Regions from separate parts of the Muntiacus reevesi genome. Here region 2 is linked to region 1. A link is a contact called in public Hi-C data. All regions are on one chromosome and are shown on one strand. The core of a region is the stretch at or near the end of the contact, and the rest is flanking DNA. Distances in the headings are between cores, read along the strand shown.

What was found. A called contact is a pair of places that touch in the nucleus more often than the background predicts.
Region 2: a Hi-C map of muscle shows a contact between it and region 1, with 6 times the contacts expected there. The contact joins the promoter of SLC25A15 here to the promoter of VPS36 in region 1. A contact is called at or near these places in 2 of 3 Hi-C or Micro-C datasets (blood and muscle).

What each region holds. Positions count from the first base shown.
Region 1 is chr11:20,106,707-20,113,448 of mMunRee1.1, forward strand. VPS36 (vacuolar protein sorting 36 homolog) reads left to right here and starts at 3,774. Exons shown (of 14, transcript XM_065901885.1): 1 at 3,774-4,587. The coding sequence starts at 4,246.
Region 2 is chr11:20,298,281-20,305,022 of mMunRee1.1, forward strand. It overlaps SLC25A15 (solute carrier family 25 member 15), which reads right to left and starts at 3,714. Exons shown (of 7, transcript XM_065901941.1): 1 at 3,500-3,714; 2 at 589-713. The coding sequence starts at 643.

The DNA.
Region 1 (6,742 bases), core at 2,524-5,023:
GTAACTTTGCCTATACTTAAGGCCATCTTTGGGAGAACCAACAGTCAAACAGCACTATCACCAGTCCTAAGACCTCACTGCTGTTTAGATATTATTGTGAATATTGTTGATTATTTACTAAAGTTTCACTGGACAGGTTGGGTCACCAGAGATTCCCATTAAGTGACAGAAAACAGTTTAACAAAACAGAACAGTTAAAAAGTGACTTGACCCTCCAAAGCATTATGCTAAATGAAAGAAGCTAGCCACAAAAGGTCACATACATGGTATGATTCCGTTTACATAAAATATCCAGAACAGATAAATCCATAGAGACATAGGGCTTCCCTGGTGGCTCAGACGGTAAAGAATCTGCCTGCAATGCAGGAGACCGGGGTTTGATCCTTGGGTTGGGCAGATCCCCTGAAGAAGGGAATGGCTACCCACTCCAGTATTCTTGCCTGGAGAATTTCATGGATAGAGGAGCCTGGCAGGTTACAGTCCAAGGGGTCGCAAAGAGACATAGCCCAGATTGGGGGCTGCCAAGAACTGGAGTCAGAGGGAAATTAGGACAGACAATGTGTTAGGGGCTTTACTTTGAAGTGATGGAAATGTTTTGAAACTAAATAGAAGGGCTGAAAATTTTAAGCTTCCATTCATGGCTTGGTCTTTCTGGTGATCAGCCCTCATTCAGGAGCCATCCAGGAGCCCACCCAGAGTCCTCTCATTAGAACAAGATATACTCCTATTGCTGTCATCACTATGGAATTTACTAGGGTTTCAGTTCTATGCCAGGTACCTGGGGCAGAGACCAATATGTATTTTCTATCTGACAATGGATGCATCTCAAAAACAGGACATTATGTTTAAGAAGTCAGATACAAAGGACTACACACATTATAATTTCACTTATATGAAATTCTAGAAAAGGCAAGACAATAGTGATAAAAAGCAGATCAGTGATTCTTAGAGGCCAGGAAGTATGTGTGGGGGATTTGAATACAAAGGGATCCAAGGAAACTTTCTGGTGTGATGGTAATATTCTCTACACAATGGCTACACACACACACTCTCATATGTATTGGTAGTTAAAACTCATCAAATTGCATATTAAAAACTGGTAAGTTTTATTGTATATAAATTATACCTAAATAAATAAAAGAACCCAAAAGAGAGGAAGGAAGGAAGGAACTTGTGCTCAACTGCATTTTTGGACAAGAGTCTCAGTGTTGAATTGCATCAAATGTCTTTTACAATTTCTTTGATGATCATTTAATTTTCTTCTGTGGTCTATCAGTGGGTTAAATTTTTTGTTAACTTTTAAAAAAACTTTTTATTTTATATTGAAGTATAGACAGTTAACAAGTTTGGTAGTTTCAGGTGAATGGTGAAGGGACTCAGCCATATACATGTGCTGTGTGTGCTCTGATCCTTTGGGGCCCCAGGGACTGTAGCCCACCAGGCTCCTCTGTCCATGGGATTCTCCAGGCAAGAATACTGGAGTGGGTTGCCACTTCCAACTCCCGTGGATCTTCCCGACCCAGGGATCGAACCTGAGTCTCTTGTGTTTCCTGCATTGGGAGGCAGGTTCTTTACCACTAGCGCCACGTGGGAAGCCTCAGCCATATATATACACATATTCAATAGGTTAAATTTTAATAATAGTTTTCCTAATATTGAATTGTATTTGTACTCTTTGGATAAACTGCACTTGAATTGCGCTGTCATTCTTTTACTATTCTGTTTATTTTTGCTATTAATAATATTTTAATATAAACTTTTGCATTCATACTAATGTGACTGTTTTTTAGTATAGATTCCTGTGGTATTTTTGTTGAGTTTTGGGATTAGTGTTTTTCTGGCTTCACAAACAGAATTTGGAAACTTTCCTTTTTTATGCTCTAGAAAACTTTAATTGCTAAAAGAATTATTTTTTTCTGTCCAGGTTTTAAAGAATTCACCTGTGAATCTGTTTGGACCAGAAGTGTTTTCTGGTTTTCTTTTTTTGCTAACTCTTTGATAACTTTCCCAATTTTAGGCTTTAAAAATCCTTTTCTGGGGTTAATTTGAACGTTCATGGTCTCCCAGCACAAGTTTTCACATTCATTTGCACAGGTTCTGAAAATCATCTTTTATGAGACTTGCAGATGTTCAATCCGAGTTTGTGTCACTCTTAGGGTCTCCAGTAGCTGATGCTCATGCACAGCCTGGAAAAGAAATCGATGATTTCAGAGGCAGTCCTTTCCCATGTTGAAATTTCCAAGTAGGATAAAGCATTTTGTTGTAATGAGCCAAACTGTATCTTCCAGAAACTCAGATCATATAATTTATCACTGGGAAGGGCATCAAGAAATGATCTGGACTCTGAGAATTCCCTGGCAATCCAGTGGTTAGGACTCTGTGCGGCACTGCAGGGGCAGAGGTTCGATCCCCCGTCAGGGACCTAAGATCCCACATGGTGCAAGGCAAGGCCAAAACAATAACAAAAACCAGCCTAACTCTCACGCAATCTCACTTCCCCTTCTGTTTTTGAGCAAAGAAACCAACCCATTTCTTTGCTTTTCTTGGCAGCAAAATTCCTCAAAAGGATCATCTATGCTCCCTGTCTATAAGTCCCCTCCTCTTTTTCTCATTTAAAATCAGATCATGAAGATTTTTTCTTCCACCATTCCATTGGACCACTCCTGCCAAGGCCACCAAAATGTCCACAGGAGAAAAGCCGGGATCAGTCCTCCAGCACCTGCCTCATCAGCAGAATTGTCACAGCCCAGCTTTCCTCCTCGCAGTACCCCCTCTTCTCTTGGCTTCCAGAACCCCACACCCTCCTGGTTGTCTCCCTACCTCATCAGCAAGCAGCTCCTTCTCCATCTCTTTCTCCACACCCCTTCCTCCCCTGACCTGTACGCTTTGGTGTAAATGAATATTCTGCAGCTCCTGAGCAGGAGTTGTCCACACTGTTAGCCACTCTTCAGGACAAAGATCATCTTTTGATTAAAAGGTATTGAGAAATTGTCTCAGCGGCAAGTGAAAAGAAGAAACAAGAATAGAGGGGAGGGAGGTGGGAGAGGGGTTCAGGATGTGGGGGACACATCTATACCTGTGGCTGATTAATGTTGATATATGGCCAAAACCAACACAACACTGTAATTATCCTCCAATTAGAATAAATTAATTAAAATAATAATAAATGGTCAAGTGGCAAAAAAATAACAAAAACGATAATATCTAATGTAGCCAGGGTAACTTGGCTTGGATGAAGAACAATTTGCTGGTGGTACTACATCCTGCCTCAAGAAGTTCCCAATATATAGCAGGTTTGTGAAACATGGGTTCAAACTCTTAAAAGCAGTCATCCTACTTTGGGAAGACACTCTAAGAAAATAATCCTAAAGGGGAAAATACATATCAGTTGTAGAAGTACAAATACAGGTGCTTCATTTATAATGCAAGATAGAGAAAGAAATGCCAAGGCCCAGCAGGTGGGAGTGGCAGTCAGGGACTAGTTTGCCATCCACAGGTATATTTACCTGTGGTAAATTTACCATCCACAGGTAAATTATAATAGATCTATATAGTCCTGAAATACTATCTAGAGTAAATTTGTGAAGTCTGTCTTAATACTGGAAATGTTTAAATGAAAAGGATTTTAATTGGGAAAAAAGTGGGGCACAAAATAGTACTTTTTTTCTCTTTTCTCAAAATAGTACTTACATATTGATTGAAGCTGTGTGAAAACAAATCAGGTCATAAATATTCATCTGGGAAAAAAGTTCTCAATGACAGGCTTTAATGAACACGGCAGCATGCTGGGAAGTGACAAGAAAACGGCACAAATATGCAGGAATAGTGTGCAATCAGGAAGTTCAAGCTGCGTTCTGGGCTCCCTAAAAGTCTCTTGTAATCTCTGGGTTTGTGGCTGAGGACAAAGACCCTTGAGAGTCCCTTGGACTGCAAGGATATCAAACCAGTCAATCCTAAAGGAAATCAATCCTGAATATTCATTGGAAGGACTGAAGCTGAAGCTCCAATACTTCAGCCGCCGGCTGCGAAGAGCCGACTCATTAGGAAAGACCTGATGCTGGGAGAGATTGAAGGCAGGAGGAGAAGGGGACGACAAAGGACGAGATGGTTGGATGGCATCACCGACTCGATGGAGACGAATTTGAGCAAGCTCCGGGAGATGGTGAAGGACAGGGAAGCCTGGCGTGCTGCAGTCCATGGGGTCGCAGAGTCCGACACGACTGAGCGACTCAACAAGGACAAAGGATGGGGTGGACGATCCCACCGGGACGGTGCCCGATGGACCGCCAGGGGGCGCACCAAGCACGTCTCCACGTCCCCGAGTGCCCCTGGGGCCGCGCGCGCTCCGCAGGGCTCCGGGGCCAGACAGCTGCCTCCCGCCGGCCTCCGCCCCGCCCGCCGCCAGGGGGCGCCGCAGGCTGCCCGGCGGCTCGGCTCGCCGTCCCGGAGCGCCAGCGCGGGCGAGCGGCGGAGGCCGGCCAGGCGGCGGCCATGGACCGCTTCGTGTGGACCAGCGGCCTCCTGGAGATCAACGAGACGCTGGTGATCCAGCAGCGGGGGGTGCGCATCTACGACGGCGAGGAGAAGGTAGGGCGGCGGCCGGCCGGGCCTCGCTCCGCGACCCCAGCTCCCCGGCTGGCCTCGCCGATCGGCGCCGCCCCCGCCGTCCACGCCCGCCCGGCGCCGGGCTCCGGCCCGACTCGGGAACGGCTCCCGGGGGGAGCGCGCGGGCGGCGCCCCTCTCCCAGCCCGGGGAGAGACCCCCGCTCCGGGCGGCACGGCGGACGCGGGCAAGGAACCCCGAGTCCTCGCTCCCGATCGCGGCGGCCAGGCCGGTTCCGCCTTTGTCCCGAGGCCGCCGTGTCCTGCGCTCCCGAACCGGGCGTGGCTTCGGGCGCCGGGACCTGGGGGAGCCCGGGGGACAGGGCGGTCCCGGCCGTAGCGGGAGCCGGGCGAACCGAAAGAATTTCCGAAGAGAAAAGCCCGCCTCTCCTGGGGCGCCTCGGCCAGAGGCTCTGTGTGTGTTGATTGCTCGGAGTCCGGGAGAGACGTTGGAAAGGAGGTTTGATTGTTGTGTCGCGTGATGGAACAGGCCGTGCCTGGTAATCCAAGCGTAAACCGTGAAGAGGTGTGTTTGCAGATGGCAAGGAGAAATATTACCTGTGTTTCACGGACGCGTTCACATTCACTGGAGACTACCGTCATACTACGAACGATCATCCTGTTCTGAATGAAATGTATGAGATGGAATTAGGGGGAAAAAATTTGCTCATCAGCATTTTTAGCTTCCAGAAGTTTTCCCCTGCTACCTTCTCTTTCCTTGCAGCTTCCTTAGAGAGAAACTTCCTCCTGTACTTTGGAGCTCTTTGCCAGACCCAGGCTTTTCCGGTCTGTACTGGAGAGTAGCTGGAGGCCTCCTTCCTTCCAGGGCGGGGCTTACACAGCCGCCCGAGGCACCGCTGACCTGCCTGGGGACCCCGGTGCCCCGCCTCCTGGAGGGCATTTTTGCATGTTTCCATTATTGGGTAGAGATCTTTTGTTTGTTTGGACTTAGAAAGTCTGTTTACTGGCTTCCTCCGTGGCTCAGCTGGTTAAGAATCCACCTGCCAATGCAGGAGACACGGGTTCGATCCCTGGGTCAGGGAGATTCCCCTGGAGAAGGGAATGGCAATCCACTCCAGTATTCTTGCCTGGAGGATCCCGTGGACAGAGAAGCCTGGCAGGCTACAGCCTCTGGGGTCGCAGAGGCAGACACTGGGTATGGACTAAATAACAACTCTTTTTACTGCTTCGGTACTTTTATGAACTTGATCTCAAATTGGGTTTGCATCTTTTGGTTGGCATGATTAGCTAAATGTTTTTGTTTTTGTAAACCGAGGTTCCACGTTTGGAGCTGTGGTGACTGGAAAGCTTAATCAACCTCTCCTACCTTAGGGGATTGGAACTTCCCCACACAACTAGTCTTCAAACATAGCTCCAAAGTCAACCCCCTGATGGCTGTCTTGCTTTTTCGGATCACCACAATGTTGTTCTACCTAATTCCAATATGCAAATTAGAGACATCTTGGCTAACACACAATATAACTATAATATCTTTAAAACAATAAAAAATCAAAACTATTAGTAGTTGAATATGAAAAAAACCATTGCTGAATCAGCAAATTTTAGTTTTTCCTTTATTTATTTATATTTCTGCTTGTTTTTGGGACAAGTAGATATAGGTATCCGAGGATTAAGAAAAAAGTTATGGGAAAAATTTAGTTGATGCTTTTGATTTAAGACAGTTTTTTTTTTTTTTTTTTAATAACCAATTCTTGTTACTGAAGTTTAGTTAATTTACAACGCTGTGTCAGTTTCAGGTGTGCGGCAAAGTGATTCAATTGTTTTATATATATATATATATTCTTCAGATTCTTTTCCATTACAGGTTATTTGTTGTTCACTTGCTCAGTCATGTCAGATTCTTTGTGACCTCATGGACTGCAGCATTCGAGGCCTCCCTGTCCTTCACCATCTCCCAGAGTTTGCTCAAATTCATATCCATTGAGTCGATAATGCCATCCACCCATCTCATCCTCTGTCACCCCCTTCTCCTCCTGCCCTCAATCTTTCCCAGCATCAGGGTCTTTTTCAATGAGGTTATTATGAGATATATAGTTCTCTGTGCTATACAGTAGGTCCTTGTTGTTAGTCAAGAATTCTTGACTGTTCTGCAAGCTGGGGGTGCTGCGGGAGGGGTGTA
Region 2 (6,742 bases), core at 2,464-4,963, 190 kb after region 1:
CAATATGAATCAGCCATAGGCATACATGTCCCCACCCTCTTGAAACTCTCTCCACCCCATCCCACTCCTCCAAGTTGTCACAGAGGACCCGGTTGAGCCCCTGCATCATACAGCCAATTCCCACCAGCTATCTATTTTACATATGATGATGGATATGTTTCCAGGCTGTTCTCTCAAAGTGTCCCACTGTCTCCTTCCCCCATTGTGTCCACAAGCCTATTCTCTGTCTGCTTCTCCACTGCTGCCCTGCAAAAAGGTTGTTCATCAGTACCACCTTTCTAGATTCCATATATATGTATATGCGTTAATATATGATATTTTTCTCTTTCTGAATTACTTCACTCTGTATAATAGGCTCTGGTTCATCTACCTTGTTAGGACTCACTCAAATGTGTTCTTTTTTACAGCTGAGTATCATTCCATTGTATATATGTAAGGCCTGCCTTCTGCTGTACCTGCAACACAGTATTACACTCCCATTAAGCAGTTTCATTACAAGGTCCTGGAGTGACAGAGGCAATGTGCTCACTGGATCTCACTCGCAGAAGGTACTTGAGGATCAGAGAATGGGGTTTTCCCTGGCCTTACCTGCGGCCCCAGCCGTGAGGTCAATGGCAGCTTGGATGGCAGGGTTGGATTTCATATTCTCTCGCTCCTCTGCTGGGCTCTGTGGAGGGTGTCTCTCTGGAGCTTATGACGGGCACCTCATATCCCTGGGAGGAAGCCAGAGCCCACCATCAGTCGGGCCTCTGCAGCCGCCCTTTCTCTAGGCCTGCTGCCCAGCTACTGCACTTGAACCTCACGGAACTGGGAAACTGGCTCTGCGTGGCTCCAGAGGAGGGGGCTAAGGGGGTCAGAGCAGCTCAGTCATCAGCCTCCCCTTCTCCCCACCCACCACCTCCCCATAAAAAGCACAGAGATTGAAAACCTTGCCTGAGTATCACTGCTCCAACAACAGATGAGGGCACTTCAACCAACTTTTCTGAAACTCTCAGAAACAAAGGCCAAACAAGCAAGCCAAGCAGACATCACAAGCCCCATCAAACCAGTTTTTCAGAGGCCTGGGTTGCTCTCTCAGTCCACTAGGTTCTGTTCCAAATTCAGATAGCAGCCTGAGAAACTGAGAGAATGCCACAAAACAGGAGGTCTGAAAAGTAATGAGTTAGGAGCTTGCCAAGTGACACCTGCCTGGGTCTGACTGGCTGCTCTGCCACCAGCAGGGGGGCCCCTTGGGCCCCTAAAGCTGGAGGTCCCTGTCTATACAAGGCCTCGGTCTACATTATCATAATCTGAGAGCAATCAGAAATAGCCACATCGGACAAATACAATGATAAACTGAATACGCACCAGGAGTTCTTAGAACTACAAAGCATTAGCACCAAATATTCTTGTCATCAGACTTCCCTCCAGAGCTTCTCAACATAAATGTGCACACAGATCACCTGGGGACTTTATTAAAAGGCTCATTCTGATGTGATTGGTTTCAAGTGGGACCAGAAATGCTGCCTGCCTGGACTGCTCCTAGATGAAGTTTATAATGCCTGGTATTACCCATATTAATAGCAATACCTGGTCCAGTGCCCCCCAAATTAGCTAGATAAAAATCACCTGGGACACTTGTTAAATATTCAAATAACCAGGCCAATCTCCTGGTGATCTTGATTCAGTAGGTTTGAGCTGGAGTCTAGAAGCTTGGGGAAAACCAGATCTACTTTTCTACCTTTAGACAAAAAAAAAAAAAAAAAATCAACTGCTGCCATGGCAAGGACTTAAATAAATATTGACTAGAAAAGAGGAGGTGGTTCTTTAACAGAATATTCTTTCGTGTGAATAACAAGGAACACTTTTTAACCATCACACCTAAGACATCACACCCGGTCAGGCCACCTCTCAGAGGGGGTGGGTGGGCTGGATGCTCTGTGAATACCAACATCACTCTAATCACTAGTAGAAAATAATTTTAGCCTCCAAGAAGTTTTTCAGCCACTTAAAGTATGTTGTCAATGACCAGACACCAAGAATCTCGCTTTAAAAAAAAGTTTTAAAACTAGCAACAACAAAAGTACAGCACTTTATAAAGCAATTAACTCAGACATAAAAACCACCAACTTTATGTTACCTATAGGTCTGGAAGGGCAGTGCCAATTACTAATGTTGATAAGACGGGGACCATCCAGTATGGAGAGAAGGATATCAGGGTCCTAATCCAATCTCCTCCTTTTCCAAATGGAAAAACTGAAGCCAGAGGACGGCAACAGCTCATCCAAGGTCACACAAGTCTGCGCAAACAGCATTCAACCCAAGTCTTGCCTTTTGGGTCTGTGCTTATCGACCAATAATTAATTCCAGAGGATTCCCACCTGGTCAAAAGGAGAAAACAAAGCACTCCACCCTGCATTTTAGAGGGAAAAGGAGCCACAGATGGGGCGCATCCAAAGGGGTTCATTTGCGGGGGTGGGGTGGGCAGGAGGGTACATTTCTCCCTTAGAAAGAAAGGGGCATAGCAGATGGCACTATGTCATCAACGCGAATTTAACCCTTTTAGGCAAGTCAGACTTAAACACATCAACTCCTGCACATAACTACTTATAGAATTATTAGGACTGTTAACAGTGATGGGAACTGAGATTAACTCAGAAGATATGAGCAACTGTTTCAAACTATGCGTGACTTTGGTTTGAGGAAGACATATGGTTTGAGGGCGGCAGGACTGATCAACCTGAGAAACTAATTCATGAGCCTTCGGTACCAACAGAAACAGAAAAACTGAACCTTGCGGGCGTCCCTTTATCCTTCTTTCTACACTTGAAACTACACCGGAGTCCCACTCCAGAAGACCATGTACATTTCCCATTCCTCGGGGAAATTTGTTTCTCGTGCGGGAGAATCCGAGGACCCCCGCCTTCCCCCACCAGATCACAGCTTAGGGAAGATTCCAGCTTCAGGCCGAAGCTGGGGTGGCGGGAGGCCGCCTGCCATCAGAGCGCCCAGAGAGGGGCGCCCCACGGGCGCAAGGATGCAAACCAGTCTCGCCACTTAGCAGCCGAGAGACCGGAGCCCCGGCTTCAGGGGCTCGGGATCCCGGTCCGCCCAAAGGGGTAGCTTAGGGAGACGACTTCCAACTTCTTCCCGACTCTAAACGCCCGCTGACTCTGCCCAGCAACCAGCCCGAGCCTCCCATTCATACGCGCCTCCGCCCTGCCCGGCGCCGCGCGGAGCCAGGAGGCTGGGTGACACGACTAGGAGGGCAAAGGAGGACAAGCTTTCCCGGGCGGTGACCGCGGCGCGCAGGAGGCCGCGGGGCCCGAGGGTCTACGGGGAAGTCCAGGGCCGAGCGCGGGAAAGGGGCGCCCGCGGGATCCCCGGGCACGTGGGCGGCGCGTGTGGGCCCGGGGACTCCGGATCCCCGCCGCCCGGGAAGGTCACGCCGCCCGGGCGCCGAGGCCCGCCCGCTCCCCGCTCCCTCCCGGCCGGTTCCCAGCAGCCGCGAGCGCCTGACCGGGCTGCGCTCACCACCGCGTCCTGCTCGCGCTCCGCCGCCCGCTCTCGGCTCTGGATCGGCGGCGGGGGTGGCCGCTTAACACCCACGTCGGCCGCAGCCCAGCCCTCCAGCCCCGCCTCCCGCGCCCGACTGCCGCCGGCGGGCGGCCCCCGGGGCTCCGGAGCGCCCCTGCGGCCGGGGCGGGCGGCGTGGGCGGCGCGGGCCCGGGGCTGCAGCGCCTCCCGCCCGCCGGCCAGGGAAGCGGAAGTCGGCGCGGCGCGGCGGCGCGCTCGGGCTCCGGGACCGCTGGGGGCCGCGAGCGGGAGGAGCCGGCCGGGCGGCGGGGCGGGAGGGCCGGCTGGGAGCTCGGGCCTCCACGTCGCTTTGCTGCCGGCTCGGTTCCCGGAGGTCCGCGGTGAGCTCGTATCTAGCTCGATCTCAGGGCTGGGGCTGGGGGTACCTGGAGTTAGACCAGTGACTGAAGTCTGAAGGATGTTGACTTGGCTGGCACTCGGGGCTCAGACCTTCATTTTGTTATAATTGAGCCCCAAAGTGCTGAAATGGTAGTGATGAAAAGTACATTCGCTTATTGCCGGTAAAAACAAAACCCCAAACATTTCCCATTCCGCCTTCCACGAGGAAACCTACACCGATGACATTTGGGGAAAGCACACCCACCAATGAAAACTTAACTCTTGTCTTTTTAAAGAATAGTTTCCAATGGGTATCTCAGACAGTAAAGAATCCGCCTGCAATGAAGGGGACCTGGGTTCCATCCCTAGGTTGGGAAGATCCCCTGGAGGAGGGCATGGCAACCCACTCCAATGTTCTTGTCTGGAGAATTCCATGGACAGAGGAGCCTGGCCGGGTACAGTCCATGGGGTCGAAAAGAGTCAGACACGACTGAGCGACTAAGCGCATGACTAAGCACAATGAATTATAGACTATTTGTGCACTTCTTTGGCATTTTATTAAAAAGCACAGTTCAAGGTTTCTGTTGTGCACGGGGAGTAAAGGAATTTTCTCTAGTGTCCCAGGCAAAGACTCACTCATTTGGGAGGGTGTTGATTTGTGACTCACAGCTGTTCCATTAACAGTCATGGGCTTGGTGCTTTGGTTCAGACGTCATGAATTCATTTTCCTTTTCTACACCTTGTTTTCTTCTTTAAACTGTGCTATCATTTTTCTTTTACATTTCTGCCCTGTTTGAATGTGGTGTTGGACTACTGCCAGTGTAACTTAAGTGATTTTTGGTGACTGCATCCTAAGTGTTAAGTCCCTTCAGTTGTGTCTCTTTGTGACCCCATGGACTGTAGCCCGCCAGGCTCCTCTGTCCATGGGATTCTCCAGACAAGAATACTGGAGTGGGTTGCCATTTCCTTCTCCAGGGGATCTTCCCAACCCAAGGATCGAACCCATGTCTCTTATGGGTTCTCTTATGTCTCTTATGTTGCATTGGCAGGCAGGTTCTTTACCACTAGCGCCACCTGGGAAGCCTGATTTTTTTTTTTTTTTTGGTGAGGGCCAGTGACAAATATTTGAGGTGACTTCTGTTAGGGCTTCCCAGGTGACTCAGTGGGTAAAGAATCTGCTTGCAACTCAGGAGATGGGTTCGATCCCTGGCTCCAGAAGATCCCCTGCAGGAGGAAATGGCAACCCACTCCAGTGTTCTTGCCTGGAGAATCCCATGGACAGAGGAGACTGGTGAGCTACAGTCCATGGGTTCACAAAGAGTTGGATACAACTGAGTGACTGAATACATGTCAATGCTTAAACATGAATGCCCAGCTGAATAGACCTGAGTGGGGATGGTGAGGAAGTGCTGTGAGGGTGTTAGACCTCCTGATACATGCATGGGAGCCCTTCTCAATGCAGCACAAAACCATCATCTTCTCACAGAATCAGCACTTTGGAACTCAAGCTTCCAGAGCATAATTTAATTACAGAAACAAGCGAGGGCATTTCATCGACTTGGCCAGTGACATGCAGCATAACCAGTGAGAAGAACCTTCAGTATAATGTCCTAAAGGATTGGCACTTTCTGTGGCACCTGGCCTGGTGGCTTTTGCAAACCAGAAACATGAGGCCCAAAGGAGCTAACTAGAGGCGGGCTTAGACCTCCTGTTACAGATTAAAAAGAGCTCCGGACTTGGAGCAAGGACACTCGTGTTAAAATCTCCATGACCTTCAGTGAGTCATTTAACCTTTCTAAACCTCAGCTATCACATGACAGCATCGTGGCCTTCTTTGAATCCCGCTGCTGTGGGAGCCTGCAGTAGCAATCCAGCATGGGGGGTGGGGGGGTGGGGTGGGTAGTGCTGCTTCTACTCCAGATCAGGGTCTCCTGACATTTTGTCCTGTCTTGCTTTAGCACCTTAACTCTCATCATTCTCCCCAAGGCTTTTACATTTCTTCTCTCTCTCACCTCTCCTTTACAACCCTTAGCCTCAATTCTATAAATGTAAGAAGCAATCAGGAAACTTCGGTGCATGTTTTTAACCTCTTATCTACAAAGTTGCGTTTTTGCACAAACTCTCACCTGTTTTCTTCTCCACTTGCTGTCTTGCTTACTACCGCATGGCCAGGAAAATGATGCAGGTGAAGAAACTGAGGCCTAGAGGGGTCAAGTGACTTAACTGATGTTGTGCAGTTACTAAGAGGAGAGCTGGGGCTCAGAGTTCATATTGTTAACTGCTACGCTCTACAGTAATACCTCCCAGAAGGCCTCCTCTGAAAAGCAAGAGGGTTGCAGAAACCCTTTCTCCTGGAAAGAGCTCCATAATATCTCCCTTCATAAAATTTTATTAAAAATCACCTCTTATAGTGGTGGCCCTATATGCTATCTTTGCTTTAGGAATAGAGACATATGTAGATGTAAAAAGGTTTAACGTCTCACAGGAGCTCAGAGAACAGATTGAAAAATCACCTGACTGCCAGTAAATCATAAAAGTGTTCGTCCTAAGGGCTATTCCCCAGGGACCTGTTGGCCTCTTGAGAAGAGAGTTTTGGAGTCATGCATCACTGCTCTCTGTAGAGGTTAGTCAACCCCATGGTATTTCAAATCCAGGTTCAAAACAGCAAAGAAGTCAATGCACTGACCTCTTTGCTCCAGGCATCTGTGTGCAGCACTTGGGATTGCATAATCCAGGGACATCAGTGCAGCTGGCTCTGGGGTGAGAGGGCAGGTATGACGCAGGTCAGAGGTGAGGCGACAGACAGAGTGGCTACATGGAAAAGGGAGCTTCTGCTGTTTCAACAGAA